2 separate regions of the Mus musculus genome follow, and region 2 is linked to region 1. Evidence: chromatin contacts called from public capture Hi-C data. All regions are on one chromosome and are shown on one strand. The core of a region is the stretch at or near the end of the contact, and the rest is flanking DNA. Distances in the headings are between cores, read along the strand shown.

Evidence for each region. Capture Hi-C pulls out chosen DNA fragments and counts their contacts.
Region 2: a capture Hi-C map of bone marrow-derived macrophages shows a contact between it and region 1, with 18 times the contacts expected there. The contact joins two enhancer-like sites. A contact is called at or near these places in 3 of 484 Hi-C or Micro-C datasets (bone marrow-derived macrophages and muscle stem cells), 4 of 115 datasets of contacts at active chromatin or transcription factors (bone marrow-derived dendritic cells, bone marrow-derived macrophages and embryonic basal ganglia) and 1 of 9 other capture datasets (bone marrow-derived macrophages).

What each region holds. Positions count from the first base shown.
Region 1 is chr13:110,561,405-110,564,686 of GRCm38.p6, forward strand. No RefSeq gene overlaps it. Among named protein-coding and RNA genes, the nearest start is that of Gm32990, 5.7 kb to the right of the region's middle. Within about 2 kb of position 1,702, at least 84 of the 459 cell types and tissues checked have an H3K27ac peak or open chromatin away from gene starts, as enhancers often do. A contact at or near this core is called in bone marrow-derived macrophages, where this site is marked.
Region 2 is chr13:110,942,948-110,946,046 of GRCm38.p6, forward strand. No RefSeq gene overlaps it. Among named protein-coding and RNA genes, the nearest start is that of 4930526H09Rik, 41 kb to the left of the region's middle. Within about 2 kb of position 1,319, at least 38 of the 459 cell types and tissues checked have an H3K27ac peak or open chromatin away from gene starts, as enhancers often do. A contact at or near this core is called in bone marrow-derived macrophages, where this site is marked.

The sequences.
Region 1 (3,282 bases), core at 452-2,951:
CACCGTATTTCCTTATTTCGCTCCTCGGGTTTCTTAAGAACTATATAGCCAGAGATGGACAAGATGAACTTCATAACTGGACGATGATTCTAGCGGCTACCCCATGCATCCTTTTCTTACTTTTGAAACTGACCTATGTGCATAAAGGAAACAAAGCTGGTTTTAGTTTAGTTTAGGTTTTTCTTTGTTTCCTAAGCTTTCATTTCCATCGTGGCCCATCGGAGGTATCAAACCCTAGGTCTTCACAAGGGAGCCTGGGTTCCTCTTCGTTTATCTGAAACATCAGAAATAAAACCTGACTTGTAAGGATGTTAATCTCCCACCGGGGGCATGTTCTTCATTTAAATTGACAATTTCATTCATTTATATAATGAATTTCCCTAACTTCATATTGCTTCTTCTCCTTGCCCTTTTCCAATCCCTGTCCATCGTGTAGTGGAACCTTCTCTCCTCCTCCCCCTCTCTCTTCATCGCCCCTCTCCTATCCCCCCCCCCCCATCTAGTGCCCTCCTACTTTCATCTCTTCGTTCTGTGTGCCCTCCACTGAGTCTAATCAGTTTCTACCCTGAGCATGGCTGGTTGTTTACCAGAGCAAGGGCTGACTCACCACTGGAGAAAATGACACCTTCTCCCCAGAAACCTTTAATTACCATTGTCCCTCAGGGAAAGGTGGGGTCTATGAGGGCCCTGTCCAGTAAGTTTCTTTGTCAGTGTGATCTGGGAATTGAATCAAACTCTCTTGCCTCCTTACGAGCAAGATAAAAAGAAAGAGCTGTGAGCTGGCATTTGTTTTTGTTTTTTGTTGTCCCCCCACCCCCACCCCCACAGATCTTATAAGCTGGGTACAGTCTGGTTGTTTCTGAGACTCTCTAGTTTGACCAGTGTGTTCCTCCAGCCTCAATGCTCAGTTTAAACCCTAACTATTTTCTTCATTTCCCAATACATTGAAATACTTCTACTAAAGATGAGAGGCTAAGACCGGAGGACCATGAACTTGAGAACAGCCTGGCCTATGACGTAGTGAATTCAAGGTCAGCTATGTTACCCAGTAAATGAATGTAAGCTGGTAGGATGCAAAGCCAGATTCTTTCAAACTTGTCCTTGCTACCCTGGAAAGAAATTACCCAATGCTTTGAGTTGGAGGAGCATGCCAGCATGGTATTCTAGAGGGGGCTACAGTGGATTTGAATACCCCTTTAAAAGACAGAAAGCATGGCTAAATATATATCATGACGTCAAGAAAGGTTCCTGTCTACAACTTAGTGTTTCAGCAAGGTTTCCTGTAATGACCTATGTCAGGTCACGTGGCAGAAAAAGACACACTGGGCAAGTGACAGTGAAATATAGAGAAAAAAAAAAGCTCAAAATCACACCACGTACAAAGAAGAAGAAGAAACTCAATTCTGCTAGAGCTTTACTGAAGAGATGTGTGGGGTCTTGACCCAAGAGAAGTAGATTAAGCTTCCCCAGGCCTCTATTTGGAGATGAAGTCTTCACATAGCACAACTGCATGATAAACGTGGGTTTGTTTACAGTCCCTCTATGGTTGACACTATTCATCATTTGAACAGTGTGTGTCTAAGGATTTCCACAGTCCCTTTGAAGCTTTCTTAGCTATGATTTCATGTGTGGTGAGTCAGAGGGAACAAGCAGGATCAGGAAGTGCTGAACAATAGGACTGGGAATAACCGTTCTCACCGGTTGAAGGCAGCCGATAAGGTCACAGGGTGGGGACTCCCTCATCTTCCTACCCTCCCGAGGCAGAGAGTGGTTCTGTACTAGCCCTTCCCTTATATACAAGGGCAGCAAAGTTGGAAAGTCTGAGACACAGGGACAACCTTTGTCCTTCATTGGAGCTTCTAAATATGCACCTGTCTAAATGTGTGCAAGACATCACACACACACACACACACACACACACACACACACACACACACACACACACACACACACCACAGTCCCACAGTCCCTCTTGTTAAGTGATATTTAGACATTTTTAACCAAGTCAGCTACTAAGTTTCTTTTGTGATTTAGCATTTCCATTGGAGACACTTTGGAGATTTTCTTAGAGTCTGTAATTGATGGAAGAAACAAAAGAAAAATCATGATATCACCATCAAATACTACCCCTTTTAAACAATCCTTTGGCATTTTCTAGAATATGATATCAGATGGATTGTTCAGATAGACATTTTGTCTATGTCTTTTCTTCTGGGCTTTGTCACAGCTTGTGAATTGACAAGAAACATTTGGGTGATCAGAGAAGGCTACATATGGGTTTCTTTCAATGTCTCTGGTGGTGAACTTAGCTGGAAATAGTGTTTTGACAAACTTGGCCCTTTGGTCAGCTATAGATTGAAATAATCATATACCTGATACCAGTCTAAGGATTCCATGTTGGTGAGAATCCAACAGTGAAGGATGCACCCCAACTTAGAGCCCCCTCAAATAAGGTTGAATGTGATTTGAAAAAGTATATAAAACCAAATGCAGTATGAAATCAGCTTGATACGGTGTTTTCTGCAATAAAAATAGCAGAAAGTCAACTTTAAGAGATTCTTGCCTGACCTCAAGGACAGAAAGACAGCCAGAGATGAGAGTCTGTGACAGGAAGGGTATGAGAGTAAGCCTAGGCCCAATGTGGGAGTCAGCTCCTGGGCAGGGCCAACAGCAGATAATCAAACCACATCCTATGCTAGGGCTCGTGGGTACCACCCAGCTACGTCTGTGTGCTATTAATAACAGGCTCAGCTGCAGCCTGCCATCCATCTCGAAGGACAAGATCAGGATGGCGCAGGAAATGACTGTGGACCTGTTTACTTTCTCGTGACCTTTCCTCCTCAGTCAGCCAGCAGGTGCTGTCAGGAGAGCCGGGCCCAGAGGGGAAGAGCTCTGAACAACAGCACTTAGAGATGATTTTCTCAGTTGATAACGGTAGATCGCAACTCTACGGATGGCTGCAGAACAAGCACTTTCAAGCTTGGGAAACGATGCGAGTCACCTGTAGATCAGAACCTTTGTCCTATCTCTGTACTCGAGGACTTGTAAGCCTAAACGCGTGCCTAATCGTCCAGATTCCCGGGCTCCACTTGCGCCCACGTGACTGAGTAGAAAAAAAAATTGAGTCCGATATTTCTGTCAACAAACTTTGTAAACTCACATTTATAGAATGATTTTAGAAGGTGCTTTCTGTCTGTAGAGATGAGCAGAATAGCTAGCAAGGAGCATCTTTGGAGATTACAAGTTAAGACCATTAGGGCGGAATGGGGAATGGTTGAGTTC
Region 2 (3,099 bases), core at 69-2,568, 380 kb after region 1:
TAAGGAGGAAGTCCGGTCTATTTTCAGCCCCAAATTAAATATGGCCAATTTAAAATTAATTGACACAATATTTATAAATAACTCAAGACTCATCCGAGGTGGCAACACTTCCTCCCTATGCTCCATCCTCTCAAGTGTTCGAAGCTTACATTAAGGCCTCCAAATTGAGCAATCTTGCTGAATCATTAATGTTACCCTTTTGACTCACAAGAAGACACAAGGATTTGACAAAAATATTTACAAGCTTGCCTTCCTGAACCCATACTCCTGCTGTGGGGTCAGATCTCAACTTCATGATAGTTTTAGAAAACTATTTCTGGCATACCTGATCATGGTTAGTGACTTCAAGTCACATTGGCACAGAAAGGGGACTTCCCTTCTTACAGAGGAGCAGTGACATTATCGAACAGAACTCCATCTCCCCCACCCCATCTGTCTTGATCATCATGTTTCCCTTGATAGTCATTCACACAGATCCTTCATCTTATGAGAACTCTGGATTTCAGGCTGACTGTTAAACTTGGAAGGAAATTAGAGATCATAAAAACCCATGGTCTCTTCTCTCACTTGAAAAGCAGTGCTGGGTTGTGGGGGAGGCGCAGCTTTGTGTATAATTAGCAGTGATTCCTCCCTCTCTAGGTCTCCTTAAACTTGTGTGTTTCAGTTTCTTTTCTCCAGTACTCTAGAGATCATGTCAAAAAGAATCCCGGTAGATGACACAAAATTGTTTTTCATGGGTTCATTCATTTTCTCATTGAATAATATTTGGCACGACTGTGTGAAAGTTTCTGCTCAATCTACTATCTACATAGCAAGAAACACTGGCAGAATTTCTGCTTTCCAAAGTCTTAGTTGATTAAGTTACACGAACAACAGGAAAGGCTACCGTGAATGGTATGATATTTGTATATGGTAGATCAACAGGAGCAAATAAGAGAAATTGGTAGAACGAAGAGAGAAGATATTTCTAATCTGGGTTTGTTTACAAAGGAAAGCCTTCTGGGGTGGGTAATAGCCAGTCTATGACTTGAGTGAGCAGTTAAAAGTTTAAAAAAAAATGAAGAGACAAAGAGAAAGTGTCCAAAGAAAATCTTCACAACCCAGAAGGAACTAAAACAAGGCAGATCTGATGAAATACCACCTATTTCATCTAGTGGAGCCCAGGTGATCTAGGGCAGAATGGCGACACATGAAGCTGGAGAAACAGTCAAAGCCAGAATATACCAGCATTATTAAAAACAGTCATAAGGAGCTTAGACTTTTGTCTAAGAATTTCAGAACACAGTCAGGAATGTTAACATCTGGCAAAGATTACCGTGGTTAGATTGGGAAAGACATAATTTATGACAAGGAAGTCGGGGAGAGACAATTCAGACATGGAGACAAGCAACGGGCAGTCTGAATTAAAATATATCTCAGAAATATTTGTGCAGCTGAACCACAGGACTTTGGCTATACCAGGGCAAATGGGAATACACAAGGACCTGTCTCCTTCTACATTGTCCTCATTGCCTCCCTGCCTGTAAATCAGATAGATCACAGACCAAGCTCCCAAAGTGCTAAATTGAAGTCTGGAGGCTTTAAAGAAGGAAGGCTATGAAAAACTTCCTCTCTCACTAGTGCTCAGATGAAAAATTACTATATTTCAATCATTAGTCCAGACCCTGAACATCTAAATAGAAAGAGCACAGTGCCCATGTGTAAAGATTCCTATTTGGTAAGGCGTGATAGTCATGTAAACACATAGATAGAAAGCTGTGCTGGAAGTGTGCAAAGCCAAATCGGCCCACCAAGGAAATCACGAGGGATTGTGCGGGTGACTTCAACAAGAGCTTCTGATCTCATTTAGGAAAACTAAGCAGGACTTTCACATTCAGTGGAGGAGGAAGGTGGGGAATGGAGGAAATGAAAGTGTGTAGATAATAACATGGTTTCTGAGTGAGAGATACAGTCCACACTGTAAAAGAGAAGCCAGATATAGGAAGTTAAACATTGTGATCAAGGTCAAGAGGTTTATGGGTATGTCCTAAATGGGTATGATGTGACGGGTGTGTTAAGAAACTTCGATTTTAGCTATTAAACAGTGAAAAGAGTGAAAACAGCAAAAGAAAAGTCTCAGAGAAACCATTTATAGTTTAGATACTGATGCCATGTTTGAACAGGGGATAAGGTTTGAGGGAAGATATCGGAAAGCAAGGTGCAAGTCAAGAGGTTCTTAAATTTATGTAAAAAGGATCATGATGGGAGTCTACCCATGCGTGATAAGGGGTGATTCAGAGCAAAAGAGGGGGAGCTTCTTAGAAGAAAATGTTGAAAAAATATTCTAAGAAATAGGACTGCTGTTGGCAAAGGAGCTGGGAAAAGTAAAAATAGTTTCTTCCTGGAGTGACTGGCGAGACGGAAGCACTGAAATAGGGATTAATGAAGATAATCACTTTGCACTCTGGATTCTACTTCTATGCAGATAGCATGTACCTGGAGCTCAACATGATCTACACATAGGAGTCCAGATCACCGTCATCCAAAAAAGTCAACTTCCTTAGGAACAATTAGACTTGTCTACTTGGTTATTAAATAATAAATTGATCTATTAATTTGATTTAAAAAATACGTTGCTCCAAAACATACTTAGTAGTTTCAGGATGCTTTAGAGTATAACAGAAAGAAGTATAAAAGGAACACGTCATAAAAATATTAACACATAAGAGAGGAAATGAGAAAGTGCCTACTAATAAACAGGAGAAATCATATGACAACTTCAGAGTGAAACAATCAGAAGTCAGGAGAGCAGTGACCTTGAAGAATAAATCCAGTAAAATATGGGCTACAGATAGCCTTTGATCCACCACTGAAAACCTTATAAATAATAGTAGTGATCAAAGCAGCTTTAAAGTAGACAAAAACGGAAATAGGTCACCTAAGCCACCCTTGGTATTTACCTGTGGTTGACACACTAGACATTCCAAACAAAGGTTTCTTGTGCCCTAGATTGGGGAAGAAAGTATAATTAAATCAGTAATTATTGAATGGTTTCCTCAGAAATGCAGTAAGAAATACAATCAAGGTGTTCCTTGCTGTTCTTTTGAACCCAGATACTCT